2 separate regions of the Gossypium hirsutum genome follow, and region 2 is linked to region 1. Evidence: chromatin contacts called from public Hi-C data. All regions are on one chromosome and are shown on one strand. Each heading gives the region's core, a stretch centred on a gene start, on an enhancer-like site or on the middle of the called end of the contact. The rest is flanking DNA. Distances are from core to core; before and after follow the strand shown. Region 1 holds the start of LOC107915101 (histidine protein methyltransferase 1 homolog). Region 2 holds the start of LOC107927592 (receptor-like kinase TMK4).

Evidence for each region. A called contact is a pair of places that touch in the nucleus more often than the background predicts.
Region 2: a contact with region 1 is called in a Hi-C map of leaf, with 5 times the contacts expected there. The contact joins the promoter of LOC107927592 here to the promoter of LOC107915101 in region 1. A contact is called at or near these places in 16 of 34 Hi-C or Micro-C datasets (anther, callus, hypocotyl and 3 more).

What each region holds. Positions count from the first base shown.
Region 1 is chrA10:72,715,611-72,722,334 of Gossypium_hirsutum_v2.1, forward strand. It overlaps LOC107915101 (histidine protein methyltransferase 1 homolog), which reads right to left and starts at 2,706. Exons shown (of 11, transcript XM_041079182.1): 1 at 2,673-2,706; 2 at 2,447-2,549. It overlaps LOC107915100 (probable xyloglucan galactosyltransferase GT14), which reads right to left. Exons shown (of 4, transcript XM_041079179.1): 1 at 3,743-6,724; 2 at 3,338-3,590; 3 at 3,117-3,187; 4 at 2,647-3,034. The coding sequence starts at 6,703. The coding sequence ends at 5,144.
Region 2 is chrA10:73,026,547-73,033,270 of Gossypium_hirsutum_v2.1, forward strand. LOC107927592 (receptor-like kinase TMK4) reads right to left here and starts at 3,239. Exons shown (of 4, transcript XR_001692481.2): 1 at 795-3,239; 2 at 1-351.

The sequences.
Region 1 (6,724 bases), core at 1,456-3,955:
TGATAGTTACGGGCAAGGAAGACGGGAATAATTAGAGATTTACGGGATTTTATGGATCCCGTTATGTGCCAGATAGGGCAGACCCATGGGCTGTTCTAAAAAGGCTAGCTATTGAAGTAGATATTCATTGGTTCGTTTGTGGAGATTGCAACGAGATTATGTATGGTTTTGAGAAAAAAATGAGGATTTCCTAGAGATGAAAAACGGATAGAACTATTTCAAAGAACACTGGAGGAATGTCAACTGCATGACGTGGGTTTTTGTGGGAATTAGTTCACTTGGGAGAAAGGTAATTTACCGGAGACGAATATTCAAGAATGATTAGATAGAGGGGTTGCCAACACAGAATGGATTGATATGTTCTCGGAGGTAAAAGTCCAACATTTAGTGCACTCTTTTTCTGATCATTGTCCCCTTCTTATTAATACAAGAATGAATGAAGAACGCTTGAGGAACAATGGCTTCAAATTCAAAGCCTGGTGGTCTTTCGAGGAATCTTTTATTAATAAAGTCAAACGTTTGTGAGAAGAGTCTTCAGGGGAAGTGTTATAGAAGCTAGGAAATTTAATAAAAGGTTTGAAACAGTGGGTGGGGAAAATTCATATGAATAGGAGAAAGAAAAAATAGATCCTTACAGAGAAATTAGCACAATTATCTGAAGCTGAGAGAAATGATGTGAATTTAGCTGAGCTGATTGATACGAAGATTAATTTAAACTTGGAGATTGACAAAGATGAATGTTATTGGGAACAGAGGGCTCGTTTTAATTGGCTGAAATTCAGCGATAAAAATACAGCATTTTTTCATAGTCATGCATCACAGCGGCGAAAGATGAATTTTATTCATAGATTACAAAATGAAGATGGACGAGAAATGATGGTACTACAAAAAATAGAGGGCATTGCTAGATCTTATTTTCAAAGTTTATTTTTGGCAGAAAGTAGGGGAAATTACGACTATTTGTTATCCAGGATTGAACATTGTATGGTCAATGAAGATAATCAAAAGCTTACAACAACATATACCAAAAAGGAGATCGCAGCAACAATATTCAACTGGGGCCCACGAAGGCACTGGGGGAGGATGGTTTTCCAGCTCTTTTTTATCAGGAATGCTGGCATATTGTTGGAGAATATGTCACCTCTTTTAGCTTATAAATTCTTAATGGGGATATGGAGGTTAGTGCTGTGAACTCTACTAATATTGTACTTATTCCTAAAGTCACCAGCCCCTCAGACATGACACAATTTCGACCAAGCAGTTTATGTAATGTGCTCTATAAAATTTTGGCCAAGGTCATAGCTAATCGTTTACGGGGAGTTATTGAAAAATGTATTGATGACACGCGAAGTGCTTTTGTGCCAGGACGATTAATATCAGATAACGTGCTGTTGGCATATGAAGTATTGCATAAGTTAAATACAAAGAGATCGGGAAAGAAAGGGTATATGGCCATTAAGCTAGACATAAGCAAGGCATACGATAGAGTTGAATGGATTTTTATAAAGGAAATTATGCTACGGATAGAGTTTGATACGAATTAGGTCGATGCTATTATGAAATGTGTATCAAGGGTCTCTTATCTAGTAGTTATAAATGGGCATATTGGGGATAAATTTTTCCCAACCAGAAGCCTTAGACAAGGTGATCCGCTAGCCCATTTTTATTTCTCTTATGTGGGGAAGGCCTATCGAGTCTACTAAGACTAGCAATGAATAGCGGGCTCTTCAAGTGCGTTAGGGTTAGTAGAAGCGGGCCACAGGTATCACATCTTTTGTTTGCTGATGATTGTATTTTATTTGGGGAGGCAACAAGTAAGGATGCAACTTTATTCAAGGACATTCTACGGGAGTATAAATTTTGTTCGGGTCAATGTGTTAATTTTAAAAAATCAACAATTTTTTCAATAAGAATACCTCAAAAAAAGACAGGTGATTGGTTAGTAATTTACTGGGTGTCCACAGTTCAAACGAACCAGAGCGTTACCTTGGGTTGCCGAGCATGGTCCGTAGGAGGAAAAAGGAATCTTTTCAAAATTTGAAGGACCAATTTCGAAAACGTATTGATAATTGGAGCAATCTATTTTTATCTCAAGGGGGAAAGGAAGTACTTGTGAAGGCCATTCTACATGCGATACCTATTTACACGATGACTTATTTTTTATTGCCTAAGACCCTATGTGATGAGTTTGAAAGTATTGTTGCACGATTCTGGTGGCAGAAGGGCCATGGAAAAAAGGGTATTCATTGGTGTACTTGGAAAAGCCTTTGTGATTTAAAAGAAAACGGTGGTTTAGGTTTTAAAATTTTTGGTCAATTTAATATTGCGTTGCTAGCAAAACAGGGCTGGCGCATTATTCAGTATCAAAATTCTTTATTAGCACGAGTTTTAAATGCTAAATATTTTCCAAACTCAAATTTTCAAAATGTAGAGTTGGGCAATTTACCTTCCCTTACCTGGAAGAGTATTTGGACAGCAAGGGGACTTCTCTAAAAAGGGCTGAGCTAAAGAGTGGGCAGAGGAGATAAAATCTCTATATGGGAAGATAGCTGGATTCCGGGGATTGACACAATTGATGAATATAGCAGTCATAACAATGAGGATTCACAGTTAGTTTCAGAGCTTATTGATAGCGCAAATAGGAAGTGGAGAACAAATTTGATTAATCGTACCTTCTGAGAGGTAGTTGCTAAAAAAATTTTGCAGATCCCTCTCACAGAGACCGATCATGAGGACACGCAAGTTTGGAAAGGAGAGTTATATGGTGAGTTCTCGGTACGCAGTGCCTATAAACTATTACATAATGCTAGCTCGGATCCTAGGCATTATTTATTACAGACCGAAATGAAAGAATTTTACAAGGAGCTATGGGGCCTACAGCTACCCCCTAAAATTGCAATCACTATTTGGAAAATCTCTTGGGATTTTATTCCGAATTTTGCTAATCTCCGGTACAGAAGAGTAATTTCTAATGATAGATGCCCCCGAGGTTGTTCTTGGTTAGAAGACAGCCTCTATATCTTCCGTGACTTCCCTGTAACAATAGAGGTCTTGGGAATAGTACACTTATATTGGGTGGTTAATAATATGAACCAAAGTATATGGGAGTGGCTAACCTAGGTTTTCAAGAGAGGTAACGACATCCAATGTAGACTTTTTTGTTATGCTTTATGGCTCATATGGTTCTCTAGAAATCAGTTCGTACATGAAAGGAAAAACACAACAAGTAGCGAGTTAGTGCAAAACATACAGAGGTCTCTGGCTAAATATAAAGTGGTAAGAGAAATGAAGAGACCTGTAAATATGAATAGACACTTAAGAGCCCAAGAAGACATACCGAGAACGACGGTCTATTGCGATGCAGCGTTCGATAGTAGCAGTTCTACATCTGCAACGGGTCTGGTGGTTCAGGATCTGACGGGGAGCCTCATGGCCTTAAAGTCCACCATCCACAACAGTATCTCCTCCCCATTTGCAGCAGAAGCATATGCATGTTTAGGGTATAAAATTAGGGATCTCACTAGGTTTACAATCGGTAAAAATCATGGGAGACTCTAAAACAGTTATTAAGAAATGCCAAACGACTTCACCTGATAAATCAGCGATTGGAGCCATTATCAACGACATCCAAAACAAAAAACGGTGTTTTCAAGAGATTATTTTTCAGCATATTTACAGATCAGGGAACATACAAGCACATAGAATAGCAAAAACTGCTCTTGCTAGAAGGGAGTCTACTTACCTGATAGGAGAAGAACTGAATCGACATGACTTTGCTTCAGATAGGTACTGGTCAAGGAACCCAGACTGAAGAGTTTTTTAAGGGAAACCGATTATCAATAGAGAGTAGCAAGTATAGCTTATCTTTTTGGAATCTGCTAGTGACAAGAACGGATTGGACTTTGGAAATGATAGCTAAGGAGCATTAATGGTATCCAGCCGTTTCGCATTAACTGGGGTAGTTTTTTTTAGGTTTTCCTTTTTTCATTTTAATTTTATTTTATTACCTTTCTGATTATCCATTAAGTTGCGTTTTATTGCTGGTTGCATTATCAGATCAGCTAGTGAGGTCGATTTTTTGTTTTCTTTAGTTTTATTGCTGTAATGGGCTTGGGTCTAAGGATCTCTTGGATCTCAAGTTCTTTTTCTTCTTTCCTTTCAATAAAATACCCGGTCATTTTAATATAAAAAAAAAAATTTATTGATACTGTACCAAATATTATTCCTATATAAAATTTTATTATACCCCATTTCATGAAAATGGCATGAAAAGAATTCATGTCATGAAAATCAACTTATGGCAAGAAAAATGAGAAAAAAAAAGGTTATCTAATTTTGTAAAATCTAACTTACACAAGAAAGCTTTTGTAAAATATTTTATGAAGAAACAAGGAAAATTTAGACTGACTTATAAAAAAGATTACATTAATCAAATAGGATAAATATTTTTGATAGCAATCAAAGCGACCCCTAATGTGTCATTTATGGCATCCACATGCAACAACCATTATAAGTCCCTTTCAAGTGTCGGCAGGAATTACCACGTCATCGGCCAAACTTCACCTTAAAAGCACCTTGTCAATGCCATTTTCCCTTTTCGGTCAAAAGTTGAGTGTGGACTAATGCTTATTTCACCATTTATTTGATTATAATGTGGAATCAAACGCCTCCCACCTATCAGCTCCCACATATTCAAACCATATGAAAAATCTTAAAATGATTTAGCATACTGGTATCTGACAAGAACATTGTTCAATAGTCAGTTCATGTATTCTGTTTGCCCAATTGGAAAAATTCATCTGATGATGAAGGATTCAGAGTTTTCTTTCCTTCAATTTTGTTAATAAAGAAAAACTGAAACCCCAAAAGCAAAAAAGCAAAAAAAATTAAAAGACCAAATTTCAAGATCATGGAGACATTCAATGCTTCCCCCATCACTACAAAATTATACTCTTAAAATACACAAGTACAATCATTGAGATAGAATGAGATGAAAGGGTATATCTATATCTATATTCACTTCAGCTAATGGAAAAAAAGAAAATTTACTTAATTATTTATGCAACCATTTTTTTTTAAAAAAAATTAGGCTTTCTTCTGTCCTAAAAAAAACCATTACGAATGAATTTCTAGTGTAGTAAATTCAACTGCCATTACCATTACCATAAGTAGAAAATGTATACTTATAATCATCCCCATCGGCAAATCCAATACTAGGATCCTTCCCTTCTCTTATCATAACCCTAAGACTCTCTATTCTATCAAGAATTCCCTTAACTGCTAAATCAAATGCATCCTCAAGAGTCTCCGATCGAGATCTCGAACTTGTGTAAACCACTCTCGGAATGAGCTTTATAACCTCCTCCCTCAACCTCAATATTCTGTCTTCTGGCATCCGAAGCAATGTTTCATTGAGGTTGATTTTCCACTCACTTAAATCCTTTACTGGTAGATACACCGAGTATGCAGTATAATTCTTTGGTAAATGCCATATGTATTGAGCATATGCTGTACCTGGATGGAAAAACACCGGAATGCACCCTGCTAAAATAGAGTCGAAAATCGATCTCCTTGTGTAAGAATCCCCTGGGGGCTGCAAGCAAAAGATTGAGCTCTGAAACACCTTCATCACATTAACCGGGTTATCACAGTTTGTAGCACCATAATTACAATCCAGCAACTTGCACTGGCTCTTTGAAGCTAAGCATTGATCGATAATCTTGCCCCGGATCGAATTCTGATATTCAGGCCTAGGGGCACCAGCAAAGGAGAAAAGATACTGCCGGTTTTGCCTTCTCATTCGATCCTGCCACTGGAAAATCTCACTGTCCTTTGAAGGATGGAAACATGTTGGATATGGAATTGCATAATCATTGTTCCAGGAGCTCGATTCAATCGACAACATCGACATGTTCTTGGATTCAGGCAAGAACCGAAGCTTGCTGCCCCAATCGGTTTCGTTATCGCTTTGTCTTCGGAAATCCCAAGCAATCCTCCCAGCAACTAAGAAATGATCCCTACCCCACATTCTTTTCCATTCAGGCTTCTCTGATAGCCACTTTACAAGGCCAAGAGATGCAGAATCTCTCACAGTAGTGTTGAAACCCCATAGATACAAGCTCATATCAAGACCAGCATAAAAGGGTACGTAAATAGCCGATGCAATCGACGAGTCATTGGTTAAACATTCATACCTTTTCATCTTATTGTGAAAGATGACTTCCAACAAGAACTGATTCGTTAAAAACCAGCTATTGTTCATCAAGACATCTTCAGGGTTCTCAATTTCAGGACCAAAACCCAAGTTGTCCAAGTATGGACACATGTTTTTATCAGTTCCCCTAGTGAGCAACCGACAATTGTTAACCAAATCCTCATTAAATCTACTGGGAAGATCATGAACAAATATATATCTACCCACACAAGAATCGATCTCAGTTCCCACTTTCAAATCTCCCTTTTCATCAGTTTTGGGCAATGGAGAGACGCTAGCATTGGTAATTTCAGTGAAACCATGAGGTAAAGAACTTTGGGTATTGATTACATTTCCATGATTATCATCCAAAACAGTGACGAGGGCAGATTTTTTAGCAGTTAAACCAGAGTAATCAAAGGAAAATAGCTCAATACAGAAAACGAAAAAGACAAGTAAGACAAACCAGGGCTGATGGTTGCAGCATTTTGAAGTGATGGGGTTTTCCATCTTCAGTAAAGAGGCTTTACT
Region 2 (6,724 bases), core at 1,989-4,488, 310 kb after region 1:
CCGAGTTTTCACCATCCTCTTGGGTGGTAGGTTTCCACAGCTCAACAAGGGGGCCCAACACATTTACAGCATGCCCCATGTCAGGTCGCTGATATGGTTCGCGAGCTGTGCAGTGTCCTGCCAGCTCAGCCACCTTGAAGATACTTGCCATTGTCTCCTCATCGCAGTTGATTGTTTCATCAACCACTTTCGGAATGTTGTCTTTGTTGGTAAGGACCCTGCGAAACCATGTGACCAGATGTGACCTCTCATCGGGTAAGGTCTCGTCTAAAGCTTTTCTGCCAGTTATTATCTCCATCAAGACCACTCCAAATGCATAAACATCCACCTTCGTAGTCACCCTTCCAGTTGCTGTTCAGATTAAAACAGTATCTCTATTTAGAAAACTATAATATTTAACCAAACAACAAAAATGGCAACGTTACGAAACAGCCAGGCGAAAGGCAATAACAATACATTCAACCCAAATATCAAACATCAAATATTATAAATGCTAATCAGAAGACAACTGTTTCAGTCAATCATGATTTTTAATCTTTTAACATAAGAATACCGAATATGGCCTCATAACTTATAAAGTATGCTGTTTAAGCAAGCTTGATAATACCATGTAGAGCCCCGATCATATCAACAATAATATATTAGCTATTCTGGGGTTGAGACATTAAGGATACATCTAAATTACATTGAAAGGTTTAATTTGCCTAGAGAAAATTATCACAGAATATGTATAACTAAGCAAGTAAGAAGCTCGTATAAAATCTTAAAGCATTTGAAGACAAAAATTCACATACCAGCATATTCAGGAGCAAGATATCCAAACGTTCCTGCCAACCTTGTCTCCACAGAGTATTTACCTTCGGGTGCATTTTTAACGAGTCCAAAATCGGCAACCTTTGCTCTCATGTCATCCCCAAGGAGAATGTTGGAGGGCTTCAAATCTCTGTGAATGAAACTTTGTTGTGCCAAAGAGTGCAAATACTCAACCCCTCGTGCAACATCCAGTGCAATGGTGACTCTCTGCTTCCAGGTGAACGGAGCATATCCATTTTCCCGCCATTCAAAGAGATGCTGACTTAGGGTACCTTGAGGCATATACTCGTAAACCAAGAGTCTCTCATTACCATTAATACAGTAACCCAAAAGTGCAACCAGATGCCTATGCCTAACTTTTGTAAGCACTGCGATTTCTGCCTGAAACTCATTCATTCCTTTAGTACCGGTCGACACACATTCCATCCTTTTGACAGCAATCTGTGTGCCATCATGCAGTTCCCCTTTATAAACAACCCCGAAACCACCTCTTCCTAAAACATTGGCCTCATTGAAATTATCTGTCACTTGTCTTAGTACTTGGATTGAGATCACTACATTTCCACCCTCAAAAAAATGGTGGTCACTACGATCCCCATTGCTTTGGCTTAGCATTTCACTGGGAACTCCCCCATTCCCATTCATTCCGCCACCATTTGCTGGACTCTTAACCACACCCCTCTCAGCATCACTGCCCTCCACCTTACCAAATTTTCCGTACCTCTTGTTCATAATATACTTATAAGAAACAAAGCAAACAACAGCAACAAAAATCAATACACCAGCAATAATACCGACAATCATAGCAATCGAATTCTTACTATTGCCACTTTTCAAGTTACCATCCGAACCTCCAGCGGATGCTCCAGATCCTGAATCTCCTCCATCACCAGAACCACCAGATTTTCCAAGTAAACTATTCCCCGAGTACGAGAATTTTACTGAATTTGAAAATTTCGGAATGTCTCCACTAAGATTGTTATTAGACACATCAAGAAGCTGCAAACTAGTCAACTTAGTCAGACTATCAGGAATTGAACCGGTTAATCCATTACCATTCAGATTCAAGTTCTTCAATGAGGTGAGATTGGCAAAGGCCGGAGAAATCGTCCCGACTAAGTTTTTCTTTTCCAGATTCACTGTAATCACATTCTTTCGTGAATCACAAGAAATAAAGGACCATTCGCAAGCATCATTCCCAGGCCAATTATCAGAAAGAGACACAGGGTACCCAAAACCCCCAGCAATCTCAAGCAATGTAGTAACTTGAGGATTACAAGGATCCCCATTACTATTACAAAAATTATTGTTTCCATCAACAACTTTTTTCTCAACTGAGGTAGGAAATTCTGGGAAAGGACCCTGCAATTTATTATTAGACAATGAAACATTCTCCAAGTTTGGAAGATCAGTTAAAGATTTGGGAACCGGCCCTGTCAACTGATTGTCTCTAAGCTGAAGATCGAAAATATCCAAACATTTAGACAAATCTGGGATCGGACCCGTAAACAAGTTTTTCTGAAGCCAAACCTGAGACAACTGTGTCATGTTGGATAAAACTTGTAAAGTACCAGTGAACCCAACATCCTGATTGTTGATCCAAAGATTCTGAACCATTGAAACACCGAGAGAAGCCGGTAATATGCCGCTCAAATTGTTGTAAGACAACCTTATACTTTTCAAGCTGTTCATAGAATCGAATATATCAGGCAAGGAACCGAACAAGCTGGTGTTGTCTAGTTGAAGTTCAACGAGTCCCGTCGATTGAGACAAATCTGGGAAAGTCCATGGACTTAAACCGGCATTGTCACTCAAACTCAGCTTTTGCAAGCTGGTTAATCCGGAGAAGGCGTTTGGGGAAATAGAGGTGAAGGTGTTGCTGTCAAGGTAAACCTCTTGTAAGCTGGAGAGGTTGGCGAAAGATGGGATGGTCCCGGACAAGGCGTTGCGTTGGAGTGACAAAGTCTGGAGCTCCGACAAGGCGGCGATGTCGGGGGAAAGGGTCCCAGACAGGGATTTGGAAGAGAGGTTGATGGAAGTAACGCTGTTGGATTTGTCGCAATTTATGCCAGGCCACTTGCAGTAGTTGTCTGAAGAAGAGGAAGACCACCCAGTGGGAGGAGGGCGGAAGGATGAAGCTATCTTGAGCATGGTTGCGCCGTCGTCCCCTGCGGCGAGAAGGGAGGAGAAAAGGAGGATGGGAAGGAGGATATGGTGGCGGTTAAGCATTTTTGCTTTTGGATTAGTTTCGGAAACCAAAACAGTTGGATTATCCAACAACGATGGTGTTTGTTGGATTGTTCTTTGAATATGGTTTTTTTTTTCGTTTTTTTCCTAACAGTGAAAAGAAAGAACAGTGTTGTAGCGCAAGGGAATACTTAGGGGAAAGACAAAAGAAATAATGAAAGGGAATTTTCTTAGTTGGAATTTTTTTAAAAAGATAGAATATCTTACCTGTTTTTTTTTTCTAATAAAAAAATAATATGTAGAGTACTCAAAATAGTTTAAATGTCACATACATCCCTGTAAATTTTAAATATGAGCAAAATGGTCCATCTAAAAATAAAGTACTTATGTCCTGTACTTTTTAAAAATGGATAAGAAAAATAATGAAAATAGCGTCAATTATTATCCAATCCAACTCTGAATTTTGAATTTTTTTAAATATTATATAATAAAAAAAAAAGTCCATACATTATTAAAATTAAAAAACTAATAAAATTATAAAAATATTTTAAAATAGTATATATTAAAAATAAAAAAACAAATAAATATTACTAAAATACTCCAAAGTTCCGAAAATTTTAAAAAAAAACTTTAAACTAATCTTAAAAATTATTTTTTATAAAACCTAAAAAAATTTATATACGATTATAGAAAAAAATTACAAAATTTATATTAATTCAAAGATTACGAAATTATAAAAAATAAAAAATTATCTAAATTTTAAATTTATAAAATAAATATAGTTTTAATATTTTTTTTTGTAAATAGTATCGCGTAACTTTTAAATTTTAATAAAAAAGAGTGAAAATTCTAAAAACAAACTATGAGAATTCAAAAGATCATAAAAATCCAATATATATTCGTATATATAAATGTTCAAAAAATATCTTCAGAATATGAAAACAAATAAAAATAAAAGCTCCAAAGTTTGAAAAAATTATAAAAATTTTCCAACAAATATTTTTTTCTCAAAATTAAAAGGGAAACTTTATATAATATATATATGCAAAAAAATATTATAAATTTTATAAAATTTAAAAATTATAGAAAATAATGAATTTTTTGAAATTTTAAAAATAAAATTAATTTTTCTGAATATTTATATATTTTTATTTTATAATTTTTTTGAAAGAATTTTGGAAAATTTTTAAAATTTAAATTTTTATTTTTTCAGAAATTTGGTAATTTTAATTATTTTATTATTATTTTTTGAGGTTTTGAATGTTGGGCATTATTTTAAAAATTTTAATAATTTTTATTAAATTATTAAAAATTCAAATTTATACAATACTGTTTACAAAAAAAAGACTACCAAAATAAATATTCTCTTTTATAGAACTCTTAAGACTTTGTTCATATATTTAGAAAATATAAGTTAAAAGGATTTTTAGAATTTTTTAAATATTTTTAATATTTTTAATATTTTTTTGGGTGTTTATGTGTGTCTTTATATGGGTGAAACTGTGTATTTATATGATATGGTTACTATTCATAGATATGATACTGTAGGTAGGTTCTATGCATGTCGGCACGTACTCTACTCTAGGTTTAACATGTGTTTATATGATGTAGGTTCGCCTATATGATGGTGTGTGAATCCACATCGTGCGGTCTCATAGAGGGGTTTGAGTGTCTTGCATGTGAACTTACAGTGTCACGCGAACTTGAAGTGAGAACTGTGCAAAACTCGACCTGAACCCAGTCAGGTTACGAGTCGGTAATAGTGAGTATCATAACAATTTATCCCCCGCCTGGTTTGAAGAAGAGTTATAAAGTGACTCTTATTGGAACCTAGTTCTATAAGATGAAAAGTAACACAAGAATAGGCTTATTAAATATACTTTATACCTTAACTTGCAACGTACACTTCGCCACGTGTTAAGAAGGGTAACAACTATAAGCAGCTGATTGTGCCCTTATTCTCGGATATATGAATCGTTAAAGTGTAAAAAGCCCTTTTAAAAGGAAGTTACTTGAGCCCTAAAAATTACATTGTTTGAATTAGAGATTTTAGAGAAGAAACCATTATTGAGAAAAACAGTATTAGAGGTCATTTCCATAAAATTTCCATCGTTCTTTCAATTTTTTCTTGGTTTTATTAGAACACCATGGCTAGGACTAGAATAAATGGTCGTATTATTCAAAAATCTCTTCGCGACGCCATGAAGCAAGTACCCCGATGGAGGCTAAGGCTTATGTTTGCACTACGAAAGTGGAAGAAATGAATCCTATTTTGGCCATACGAGGCATTCAAATACCGAACTTTGCTTATGACTTCTCAATCCCTGAATTATTAAATCTGTTGAGCGACACCAACGACGGTGGTTTTTTACTTCCATTGCACGTGATAGAAGCAGGTTTCCATTTACCACTCCACCCCTTTTTCTATCACTTTCTCGATGAATACAAGATAGCTTCGGGGCAGTTATCTTGTTTTTCATTGTGGGTTGCAATGGCATACTTCATTGAGTGCAGTCGGCGGGAAGAAGTGCCATTGATTATCGTTTTTTAGAATTTGTACCAATTGAAGGCCTACAATCGTGGGGGTTCGGTGAGTTTATTTTATTTCTCACCTTGCAAAGATGTGGAATCTATCATTACTAACTGGTCTTTAAACCTTCGTCTAAATCGCTGCAAGTATATACGGGTTAAGTACAAGTTTAATAATGGCTTTGAATTTCCAACTGAGTGGTCAATACCTAGTAAGGGTATGTGTCTAAGGAAGCGAGAAGTTATTACAGAAGTAGGTTGGGATAGTATTATAGACTTCGAAAGGGTCGCATACTAGATTTGGAGGAAGTGCTAACTATTAGGAACATGTTTCAGCACTGACTCTTAAATCTAAGTCTCAATAGATAGAGGCAAGTTGAAGTTGATAATGGTGCAAACCTACCTGCACAGTTCATCTGACCACATGGTGCTACTGATGAGTTAAGGCTTATACTGTTGAAGAGAAAAAAGGAACCTAGAAATTATTGTTATAGCTTTTGTAAATTAAAGCCTCATCCATGGTCTTCTAAATCTTCAGGGAATGTAAAAAGTGGTGCAAACCCCCTTATGCTAACTGTTGGTGCTGATATTACACTTGTTGGTGATACAGGCATAGTTCGTGGTATTGAAAAAAGTTAAAAAGAATCCATAAGCTTATCTAAGAAATCGACGAATACATTGGTGTGCGATCTTTTATGCAGAATGTGTGATGTGATCCCTCTAGAATTGTTATTAGGGAAGGGAGTGCGAGCAGTAGAAAGAAGCAAAAGACTACTGTAGGAACTGCCAACATCGTACTAAGTAGTGAAGATGAGAGTAGTCCAATAGGGGAGTTTCATGGAAATAAAAGGAAAGATCGTGTTGGAATATCTAACAACTTAGCCCTTATTGCTACAGTTCCTACCATAATTTCATCTTATCCCAACTCTCCTATTGATCCTCTACCACCACCAAGATTAACAGTTGATAATGCTTTAGGAGTAATTGTTGATTATGGCCCTCCTAGTGGCTCCATGAAATTCACTGCTTCTGGTGGTGAGAGAGGAACATTATTTCTATGAAGTGAACATCTTAGCATGCAGAAGTTTCCTTACAGTCTTAGTGAGGTGAGCAAACAATGGAAACTTTTCATGCCTAAAAAAGTGAATGAGAATAGATGTCCTTCTAGATCGTCCAATTATACAAAGAAACCTTC